Linked DNA regions of Mus musculus: region 1 is linked to region 2. A link is a contact called in public Hi-C data. All regions are on one chromosome and are shown on one strand. Each heading gives the region's core, a stretch centred on a gene start, on an enhancer-like site or on the middle of the called end of the contact. The rest is flanking DNA. Distances are from core to core; before and after follow the strand shown. Region 1 overlaps Suds3 (suppressor of defective silencing 3 homolog (S. cerevisiae)). Region 2 overlaps Srrm4 (serine/arginine repetitive matrix 4).

Evidence for each region. Hi-C and Micro-C count contacts between places; a contact is called where the count stands out from the background.
Region 1: a contact with region 2 is called in a Hi-C map of adipose-derived mesenchymal stem cells, with 4 times the contacts expected there. The contact joins two enhancer-like sites. A contact is called at or near these places in 5 of 484 Hi-C or Micro-C datasets (adipose-derived mesenchymal stem cells, cerebellum, cortical neurons and 1 more), 3 of 115 datasets of contacts at active chromatin or transcription factors (embryonic hindbrain, embryonic midbrain and forebrain) and 1 of 9 other capture datasets (embryonic stem cells).

The regions. Positions count from the first base shown.
Region 1 is chr5:117,088,376-117,093,927 of GRCm38.p6, forward strand. Suds3 (suppressor of defective silencing 3 homolog (S. cerevisiae)) reads right to left here. Exons shown (of 12, transcript NM_178622.5): 12 at 3,303-4,656. The coding sequence ends at 4,558. Among named protein-coding and RNA genes, the nearest start is that of Gm42011, 15 kb to the left of the region's middle. Within about 2 kb of position 1,571, at least 32 of the 459 cell types and tissues checked have an H3K27ac peak or open chromatin away from gene starts, as enhancers often do. A contact at or near this core is called in adipose-derived mesenchymal stem cells, where this site is marked.
Region 2 is chr5:116,458,306-116,464,187 of GRCm38.p6, forward strand. The region is part of intron 8 of Srrm4 (serine/arginine repetitive matrix 4); the gene reads right to left. Srrm4os (serine/arginine repetitive matrix 4, opposite strand) reads left to right here. Exons shown (of 4, transcript NR_015595.3): 3 at 3,419-3,498; 4 at 4,090-5,882. Among named protein-coding and RNA genes, the nearest start is that of Srrm4os, 23 kb to the left of the region's middle. Within about 2 kb of position 4,191, at least 15 of the 459 cell types and tissues checked have an H3K27ac peak or open chromatin away from gene starts, as enhancers often do. A contact at or near this core is called in adipose-derived mesenchymal stem cells, where this site is marked.

The DNA of each region.
Region 1 (5,552 bases), core at 321-2,820, 630 kb after region 2:
AGGGGGTGGAGGGGGGGGGGAACAGGATCCCTGGAACCCGCTGGACAGCCAGTTTAGCCAAATCAGTGGGCTTCCAGGGTTTCGCTAGAGACTGGCAAAAATAAGGTAGGGGAGCCCACTGAGGAACACACCCAATGCTAGCCTCTGGCCTCCACACACGTGCATGTGTGCCCACATGGTTATCCATATGCAAGTATGCTCGTGTGCAATTGCATGTATGTGCGTGTGTGTGTGTGGGCATGCACACACACACACACACACACACACACACACCAACTAGCACTGGAAAGGGGGCCACTCCAGTCTCCATCTTCCAAACACCCAAGGGAAGAATACAATGAAGTATACAATCAACAGAAAAAACAATACTGGCTCCCCAAACACTGGAGCAATAAAGAACAAAATTCAGAGTAATTATTGGCTAAAACCTCACAGAGAGAGAAAGATCTCAGCTTGTCTCTGAAGACTGAAGAAGCCGAGATGCTCGTAAATTTTACTGGGAGCTTACACTGTGCACGAGAATACAGTAAAACCACATAGCTGGACTTACAGTAACAGAGCGAGGTCCACAGCTTCCTGCTTCTCTAGGAGGCTATTTAGATCCTTGGGTTTTGCTGCTGTTGAATCCCAGTTTAATTCCAGAAAGTTCACCTCCCCGACTTAAAAAAAAAAAAAAAGGCACACAAAACTTACCACCGCAAGAACAGAACTGCCTGCCTCAATCCTAGAACTCTCCATGTAAATAAATGGCTCTTTCAAAGTAACATTGATAGGATTTGCCACTGGGGGAGAGGGGGAAATGTCAGGGAGAGTAAGGAAGATAGTTAGTTCTGCCTTCTTTCACACTCTTAGAGAGCTCACACTACTATAGGAAATGTGTACAAAGTCTCCTTAGACTCTAATGAGACACTAGCACAAACCACAAATGGTAGTGCGTGCTTATAACTCTTTAGTTAACAAGGCAGTTTCATAATGACAGGAAGTGACCATCTTTGTGTGTGTGTGTGTGTGTGTGTCTATGTTAAGGTCAGAGGTCAAGGTGTGGTTCCTCCGTACTGGCCACGTTGTTTTCAAAGTTAATTGGCTATTGGAGAGTTGATACAAGTCATGGTGTACCAGCAGGTCAGAGGTCAGACCTCTCCCTCTACCACATGAGTCCTGGAGATCTAATTCAAGTAGCCAAGGATGTCAGCAAGCATTTTTGCCCACTGAGCCACCTCAATGGATCACCACCTTGTTTGGCTTTTGTTGTCTTAGGATAGTCTCACTGGGAACTAGCTACCAGGCTGGCCTCAAACTAAGAGACCCACCTGCCTCCTGGTGCTGAGGCTAAAGGTGTGTACCCAACCCACTGTGGCTTTTGAGGAAGGGTCTCTTGCTTGGTCTGGAACTGAGTAGGTAGGCTACATGGGCTGGCTGGCAAGCCCCTGGCATCCCCCTGCCTCTGCCTCTGCCTCCTCTGGGCTGGAGTTACAAGCACAAACCACTACAGCTGCCTTTTCTATAATGTGGGTTCCAGAGATCAAATGCTTGCATGATAAGATTCTCATGATGAGAGCTGAGGGCTCTCTCCAGACTCTGTGGTGAGGAATCTAAAAAGAATTTGGGGGGAGGTGCTCCCGCTCTGGCTTCACACTGAAGAACTGGGGGGGGGGGGGGGGGGGGCGGAGTCTGGGAGCCTTTCAACGTCACACCAGCACATCCACGGTTTCCACATAACCTCCTGCCTGTCCCCGTGATCAATGGAAGAGAAACCTAAAATAAATTTCCGATCACTCAGCAGGCCAGCCAACCCAACAGACTTCACCAAGGCTTTCTCTTGGAAAATTTATTACTCAGAAAAACCTGTACTTTTAAAACTATTCTTACAGTTTACACTCACCCCTCAGAACCCTGAAGGTGGCACCAGCTAATGGTGCTATAGAAAGCCCACCAGCTGCTTGAAACGGCTGCAGATTTACCTTGTATTTAAGACAGTTTGGGCTCTTAGGAAGTAAGGATAGAAATTCCAAATTACCAGGTGAAAAGCAAAATTCTTTTTTTCCCCCCTCTTCCCTTCTCCCTCTTGTTCCAGCCCCTCACTCCTGCCCCGGCTCACTCCAGGGCCCACTAGCTCCGGGTCCCCCAGTCACTCTAATCCAAAGGGGTTTTGTTTTTCATTACAGATGGTTATGAGCCACCATGTGGTTGCTGGGATTTGAACTCATAACCTCCGGAAGAGCTGTCGGTGCTCTTAACCACTGAGCCATCTCACCACCACCACCCACCCCTTTTAAAGATTTATTTAATTTATATGAGTACACCGTAGCTGTCTTCAGACACACCAGAAGAGGGCATCAGATCCCATTACAGATGGTTGTGAGCCACCATGTGGTTGCTGGGAACTGGACACAGGACCTCTGGGACAGCAGTCAGTGCTCTTAACTGCTGAGCCATCTCTCCAGCCCCTGAGAAGCAAAATTCTTAAATATGGGGATTATCTACTGAAATTTTTAAAAAGCATAAAGGACAAATGAGAAATAGAAAATACTGTAAAAAGAATCCACTCTCTCCAATCAATCTTATCTACAAACTCCTTTTTACTTAAAAAAAGAAAAAAGAAAAGAAAAAGCCTTCCAGTCCTGCACAGAGGACTCACGGAATTGGTAGTGTCACCTGAAGGTAAGGATCTGGGGTCTTCCATGTCCCTAGTTACAAGTTTAGAGAGATGAGTCGCAATGGTGGCTAGACAAGCATTAAATGTTAGTATTCAATGGAAACATACGCTCTCTTTGGTGATAGCTATGGAAATCTGTCTGAAGTTGTCAGGAGGGCACTGATTTGGGAAGAGTGTAGGGGAGACAGCACACAGACACTGTCACGGATGAGGTTTCTTAGGTCGCATGGCCTTGGGTGACCTCTGAAGTTACAGACGACAGAGGCGCCCGTATCCCCATCCGCAAAGTTACTCCACATAAGTACAACGCGGTGACCAGGCACTGTAGAAGGAGGATAGTTTGCTACTGTCTCACCCCACCCCCACGGGGCCCAGCCCCTCCAATGAAACACACTTCCACATGCAGTACTGGAGGGCAGGGAAGGCAAGGCCATAGCTAAAGTGTCCTAACACCCTTAGTGACAAACACCAGACACATCGTGGGAGCTCCCAGCAGGGGTGCACGGTGGTGAGCACAGAAGACTGGGGTTCACCTCGGCGACCACTGGGGCTGTCAAGATGCTTACAGTGTGGGGATCCCGCAGTACCTGTGGTGACTGTGGGGTGGAGGACAGTAGAAGGCAGAGAAGAAACAGACCACGTGGCAACTTAGTGAATAAACATTGTTTATCCTGTTTTCTTAAGAATCCAATGGGAGAGCGGCCATAAACAAAGTGATTCTGTACAGTCTTCCGTGGAGGCACACGACTTCCTGTGGCTCCCCACACCCACAGCAAAACAAGGTGTGGACAGCCTACTGATTGCCCCGAGATGGTGACAGTCGCTCGGATCCGCTTCTTCTCTCGTGGCCTGTGGCGGCTAGAGCAGAAGGAATCTCCTGCTCAGCCACACCAGTCATTTCTCCAATAAGAGGCCCAGGGAGCAAGAGGGCCATGGCAGGTGGCTTCGCTGGGGCTCAAGCAGCACGCAGACTTGGCAGCTGCAGCATGACAGAGCTCTCCTTGTCACTAACGTGGGACAAACCTCGGGGGAGGCTGGAGGTTCTTCGATATTGAGCGGTCCAGTACTGCAGTGGGTCCAGCTGCAAGAGCGAGGCACCCACCTTGCCACCGCAGCTATGGGGAAGGGAGAACCCACATCACAGTAGGGCACGTGATGAGATCCTTGTAGCCACTGGGAGCCAGAGGAGTTACAGACGGAGACCTCTGGAATTCCCACTTCTTCCACCCTGAACAAGGACGGGCATACCTAAATGAATCGTGTTCGCTGGAAACTGCTCAGAGCAGTGACTTAGCATGTTAGGGACATGCCACCCCTCTCCCCCACCCCCAGCCCCATCCGTTGGCTGCAGTGTCCAGGGTGAAGACACTCACGCAGTCATTGGAGTAGAAGCCCAAGGCAGATAGATGTTCTATATCATTTATTTCTCCAAGAAAGTGGAGCCAGGAGAACCCTGCCCCATGCTTCCGGGCCCAACTCGGCAGGCAGGCACACAATCTGCCCAGCAGATTAGGCGGGAAAGCATACCTGCTGCTCTTCAAAGGCCTAAAGATAATTGTTAAAACGAGCTTCCCTTCAAACTCAAAGGAGGTCTGAAAAAAGGATCAAGTATAAACAAAACGAGACAAGAGAGGAATTCAAGGAAGGTGGGTGAACCCCTCTACTCCGAAAGCAAGAGTCTCTCTGGTGACTGAGTTCTGGAAGAGGCCGAGGCAGGAGAGAGCGGCACAGAGATGGAGGTGGCGGCCATGTGAGCGCCCTGAAGACTCCACAGTGCTCCCCATGTCCCAGGCCAAGGAGCTAGTCCCGGTAAGTTAAGAATTTTCTATTAAGAAGAAAACAAAACAAAAATAAAAACCACTCCAGAGAAGGGGTCAAGGGAGGAGGAAGCTCGTAGAAAGTCAAGCCGCTGACCGCCGGCGGATCACGAAGAGCCCACGCTGCAGCTGGCCCACGTAGATCCGCATCTTGGTGCTGTCGCTGGTCTTCCTCACCCAGATCTATGGGGACAAGACCAGAGAGGGTGAGTGATACGGACTCCGCACGGCGTGGGTGTGGCCGTGTCGTGTGGAGGGCCGCTGTGGAGCACCCACACCTCTAATAGCGCCAGCTCCACTTCTGCCTCAGCCATCAGGACTCTGGACTTGGTGATGGTATTTTTCAACCCCCAAAATATATGCAATCTGGAGCAAGAGTTTTTCAAAGCAATTTAAAAATATTTCCCTTGCCCCAAGGAAATTCCCTCACTTAACCTTCAGCCCCAGTGGGGGTGTTCTATGAGCTACTTCACCCACAACAGTCCTGTGGGGGGCACTTCAGGTGCTCCACTCACAGTACCTCTCCTCCCTAGCTTTCCATGGCTTGAGAAATTAAATGGCCTAAGGCAAGGTTTGCAGCAAGCCTGCCCTCACAGGGCTCTGCAGAGAGGGCTCCCCTCCCCTTCTCAGGCGTCAGGCTGTCTGTTTACTCCCAGTCTCCCCTCATTTCTAGTGTGAGTAATGAGTGCCCAAAAAGAGTAAGCAGAGTGTAGCTTAAACTAGAACAGGCTGAAGACCCAGCATGAGGCTAAGCCTCCTACTAGACTGTTTAAATAGAAAACTGACCCTAAGGGGGTCACCCACCCACTGGCCCACCAGCCAAACGTGCTCACAAAGGCCAAGCAGCTCCAGAGTATGCGGCAATGGGTCTGAACATGGGCTGGGACACTCCCAAGGACTGAGGCTGCCCCTCATCACCAGGCACAGAACTGTGACTCTGAGGCATGGTCCCTTTGGGAGCCCTTGGCACCACACTGGGTCACTGGACTACACTGGCATTCTGTGACAGAATGTGAAGGTCTTCATTAGGTCCCAGAGATGCCTGTGTGCTCCACAGAGCAGCCCACCATGCAATTGCA
Region 2 (5,882 bases), core at 2,941-5,440:
GGCCCCCAAAGGAGGAGCTAGAGAAAGTACCCAAGGAGCTGAAGGGATCTGCAACCCTATAGGTGGAACAACAATATGAACTAACCAGTACCTCCCAGAGCTCGTGTCTCTAGCTGCATATGTAGCAGAAGATGGCCTAGTCGGCCATCATTGGGAAGAGAGGCCCCTTGGTCTTGCAAATTTTATATGCCCCAGTACAGGGGAATGCCAGGGCCAAGAAGTGGGAATGGGTGGGTAGGGGAGCAGGGCGGTGAGGAGGGTAATGGGAACTTTCAGGATAGCATTTGAAATGTAAATAAAGAAAATATCTAATAAAAATAAAAGATTAAAAAAAAGAAGAAGAAAGAAAGGTCAAGTTGGAAGAGGCACCGACCATGCCTGGAAATTTGTATACAAACGGTTGCTAGCTTCCATTTTGGCTAAGTCCCTCAGACTAAGGAAAAATTTATAGTCATCTCTTTGAACCAGACAAGTCAGAAACTGTGTATACTGGTCTCTGGATCTAAAGCAGGCCAGCTTACCTCACTATTGAGGGCTTGGTAAGTGGAGGCTCTGTGGGGTCTCATTTCTCATTTGTTTCTTAGGACATTGCCTGCATCCCCAAATGTCCTCCTTTTGATACACCACCACCTATTTGTCCTGTTAGAGGATATTGTGGCAGGGAGAAAGGGGTCATCTGAAGACATTTCTATTTTTGGCTTACAGGGACACGGTTCTGTTTTATGTCGTATAGGTGGTTTCTATACTTTCAGGTCGGAGGGATACTTTTAATAATAAACCTGTCATTTGGGGACATCTGTGCCTTTTAAAGATCTTCCCTCCTCCCCAGCTCCAGGCTCCATCTTTTCAGAGTGTCCAGTTCACTCTGGGAGAAGAGGGCTTGAAGTCATAGTGCGAGCAGCCAAAAGCAGAGCTAGTACTGGGGAAAGAGCAGGTTTGACCGGGAGACTTTGTGTTGTGACGAGTGACAACAGAGGCGGTCTGTCTTCCTGCCTTTGTCCTGTCATCTCTGAACATCTCCATAACCAGATATTCCCCCATGACACTCAAGACACAATCACTCCCTGCCCAATATCATCATGATTGGATGGCTCCTAATTTTGCTTTGTTGGCACATGATTGAGCTACTAGCTCCCTTACAGTCCATCTTTGATGAGTTCTTCATCCAGTAGTGATGTTCATGTGTACATGGCTCCCTGATCATGCATAACAGCCTATACAATGCCCTCAGGTCTCTCACAGATTCATCACCATCCGGCAATAATGCCTGGTAGTGCTCAGGATTCCCAGAACGCTCAGACTAGGGTTCTCTTCTTTGGGCTGCCCTCACCTCGTCCTCCATCTCAACCTTAATTCTTCCTGTGAATTAATACAGGAATTAATTCAGAATTAATTAATTCTTAATTCTGTTCTGTGGCGAATAGCAAAAGGAAAACAAAACCAACCAACCAACCAATCAACTAAACAAACAAACAAAAAACGGGAGCCCAAGAGTTGGCCAATGACCAAATAAGATAGTCTTATCTAACCTGGAATCCCAGGAACTGAGGGAAGGATTTGAGGGCTAATGGTTTATTTTGAGAGATGAAAGAAAACCTTGGAGGGAAGAAAGAAAGAGAACCATATGAGCAAGCACCTGTAAAAGGTCTGCGGTTAATACACAGTGGGCAGTGCAGCCCAACCCAAAGGAGGACTTTGGGAATTTGTGTAGAATGTATATCGTAGACTTAACATTAACCCAAGAGGGAGTGGGCTGGGGACATATGCACCAGCCATTCAATACTCATGGGAAAAACTGTCCCTAAGGTATGCTAATTCCTGTCTGTGTTCCCAGTCAGGCAAAGTGGGCCCTGGCAACCAGAGGATACCATCTGGAAGCTGCAAGTCAGCTGTGAGCCCTGAATTAGGGAGAAGGAGGGGGATGTGTGGAACGTGTTTGCTTCAATGTATCCAGTTGATCATGGAGATGGGTCAGGCCACTTGCATTGTGACACAGCTAGGCTTTCTTTAGCCCATTTAGTGTGTTTGAAAATAAATGTGAATGGACTTCCAATGTATGCTGAGCAGTGAGGGTTCACACAACAACCCCACTTCTGGTTTTTATTGGACAATTAGATCTGGGTCCATATTCCCCCAGAAATGCTTTGTGTGCTGGGTCCTTAGGGTCAGTACTATTCACATATACTAGCGGTGGGGCCCTTGAGATATTTGAGAACTTCTGCTCTAAAAGTCCGAGCGCCTCAGAAGGAAGATGAACACAGCACACCTGCTCAGTTTCCTTTCTCCCTTTTAGAACTAGGAAATATATCAGGCTTCTCTCTCATCTCAATGCTTTAAACCCTTGTTGGACTGTTGCCAATCAAAGGAACCAGGAGACACTAAGCCACAGTCAGACTCCGCATACAAGGGAACCCCTGCTACTCATTTATCATTGCTGTTTGTGTATACGTACGTGCTGTTAGAACTCAGAGGTCAACACTGGGAGTCTTCCTCAATCACTTTCCACCTTAGTTTGGAGGCAGGGTCTCTCACTGAGAGCATCAGTTCAGCTACACTGACTGAGCAGGAAGCCCCAGGGACCCTCTGGTGGCTACCTCCCCAGTTCTGGGGTCACAGGAAGGTGCTGCAGCTCCTGGCTTTGCACATGGATACTGGCTATCAGACTTGGGACCTCACGCCTGTATGGCAGGCGCTCTACCAACTGAGCCACCTCCACAGCCCTTACTTGTTCTCCTTATTAGGACAAATTGCTTTCCGTGATTTCATGGCCACTGCAGGGCAAGGCTAACAAATGTCTCTCCTTTATCCTTCCATCAGTTCTGACGACATAAACCCTCCAAATTCTTCTCTTCCTTCAGCTTAGGAGTCAGTCATGGGCTCGCTTCATCTCCATGTTTCTTAACACACTCGATGTTAACACTTGGGGGGGGTTTCAAATAATTAATTAAATCCCCTCAGCAGGAGCCCTAGCTCCCCCGAGTTTCTCTGGAATACCTCAGCCCTCCAGGGGAGCCGGCACAGCTATTTATTGTTTTTGTTTCAAATCATTATTTAATCAAGAACGGAGAGGGGGGAAAGGCAACCTCTCACTTACACTTCAAAATTTAATTTCGGCTGAATTCCGAGATCAAGAGGCAGCTCGGTCTAATAGGTTACAAAAATACAATCAAGAAGAGAATTTCAATTAAACTGAACAAGTCCATTTACGGGGCTTCGAATGGCCCCATGGAGAGCGGCAGCTATAAATTGCTTCTTGCTTCTCTGCCATATGGGGAGCTGGGCGAGCTCACATGCTACAAGGCAGAGAGCTTGCAGCCAGAGGGTCCTGTTCGTTCCTTAAGAAACCAATCCCTTTGCTTCTCTAAGACAGAGGGACTGTTTTCCTTGGTGACATTCCTCTTTCTTTGACACTAATTAGGAACACAGCAAAAGAATAGACTCAGTGACCTGATGAAGTTCATCTGGAAGTCTGGATGGGCAGAGCCTGAACTTCTGAGGGTAAAGAAAAGAGTTCCTACAACCGAGGCATCTCCAGGCCCTGCAGTTCCTCTGACACTGGGTAGGGGGAGCTAGCTGGCCTCACTGCCCCTTCTCCTTCAGGAGGACCCTGAAAGGAATGACCACTCCCAGCTTCCCCCTTTCTCAGAAGCCTCACCCAAGGTCCTCCTGTCTACCAGCTTCCCAAATCCTCCATATAAACTTGGCTGGATAAAAATCTCCCCCCCCCCCCCCCGCCCCAGCCCGGGTTGAAAGGAAAAAAAGTAAGCTCAATAAATGAGTTTTGCATCAAGGTAAATTTCATTCCGTTTAAAGATGCATCTTATTTTATTCTCCAAGGTAATGGTTTTTTCCACCTCTTCTGGTGGTGAAATGTCTCTCAGCTGATAAATAGAAGGAAAAAAAAAAAAAGAAAATGGCTGTTTCTTACACAGCAGAGACTATGCTGTGTCATTTCTCATCCCCGAGTTCCTAAGTGTCCCCTCGCTATTATGAACCATGTCTCCTCTCCACTGCAGTGAAGGGCTTGGGTGCTGAGGCTTGCCTTTCTATAGAACTAACAGCAATTTTCCATCCCATCTTTCCCTAAAGGTTGCTGTCAGGCGCACCAGTGGATCCTGAGGCCAGAGGACACTGCTGGGTTTATTGGGACTGAGTCATTAAGAAAGCTTCCGTGGTAATAAGTCATGTTAGCAGCTACCATGTGTGTGATGTCAGATTCCAAGCCTTGACATGAGTTTTCCTACAACAGATGCCTGGAGCCTGGCAGGACTGCATAGTTGTTGTTGTTGTTTTGTTATTGGTATTTATATATGTGTGTACATATTCTTGGCAAGGATGTGGAGGTCAGAAGTCAACATTAGGTAACTCCCTTTTTTTTTTTTTTTGCATTTTTTAAAATTAGGTATTTTCCTCATTTACATTTTCAATGCTAGGTAACTCCCTTAATAATCACCCTCTACCTTGTTAGTTAATTGTTTAATTTTTTTTTTTGAGATAGGGTCTCCCAATGAATCTGGAGGTCAGCAGGTTAGCAAGACTGTCTGGGAAGAAGCCCTAGTGACCCTACTGTCTCCTCCTCCTCCTCCTCCCCCTGTTCTGGAGTCACAGGTTCACACCATTGTGCTTGGCTTTTATGTGGGTGCTGGGTATCCAAACCTAGGTTTGGGGTAACCGATTGAGCTGCCTCTCCTGACCTTAAAGTGAATAGATACCTGTCTCACACCGTCATCATATCCATCACGTTAACATAATTACTCCAAGTTACAGATGGCATTTACATGGGTAAGCACACGGTTCTCCTGCTCTCTGGCTTCAGATCTGAGTTTCTACAATGAGGAGCCACTTTTTGTCTCTCTAGGCCACAGCATCCTTATTCTATAAAGGGCATACTGTGTCTATCGAAGAGCTATGATAAAAGCACGAGGCAGTGTCACGGGTCAGCCATCTATGCTAGCATCCGGCACATGGTCATAGGTGCTTAGAGGACATTCGTTAGTGGTGTCATCCAAGATGTTACAGGAAGTCAGGGACTCCAGAACTCAGATCTGCTCCAAAGCCTGCATTTTGATTTCATATACTCTTTACAAAGCACATGAAACTTTCTTTGACAGACGTCACATTCTCCTTTCATGTGTTGGCATCTGTGTAACATGTGGTCCATATAGGACTGCCTTTGGCCCTGGTTACAGTACAAGTAGTGGGGGAAGAGGTGGCTTGGCTTCTCCATGGTTCGGATCCAGTCTTTTTTCTAGATTTCCTTTGCAGTTATGAAGTTTGATGGAGAAAGACCACATAACAGAAACGGAAAGACTTCTGCTAAGCACCGGGGGCCACCAGCATCCCCAATGTCTGCTCTCTGCCATCTCCCTTCCTTCCTACTTGTGTTACCTTACTAGGTCATTGTGTTCCCAGAGCCTCACTTTCTCCATCTGCAAAATGGGGATGATAATGATGCATACCTTTAAGAAACAGGGAGGGGAGGGCAGGGGGAATAATTATGCAAATTATGTGGTGGCATCTGCCACGTAGGGCATCCCATTCCTTTCTCTACGTGAGTCATTTCAAATCGATAAATCCCACCCATCCTTCAGTGCCCAGCTCAAATAACCTCTTATCACAAACCCCTCTCAGACATCAAGACAAGAAGTGTGACACCTCCAAGACAGTGTGTGTGCTCCCACTATGGCTGGCTGAGAGTGACACTCTGAACAGTCACCAACTGCATGAGTGTTAAGCACACTCCATGAGAAGGCAGACTCGACACCGAAAGGGATTAGCTATTGTATTGTAGTGTCAGGGGGAGTGTAGAGAAAGTGTCAGGGGAGAGATAATTGGCTGACGGGGGAATGGGATGAGGCGGCAAAATAACCTATTTGCCAATC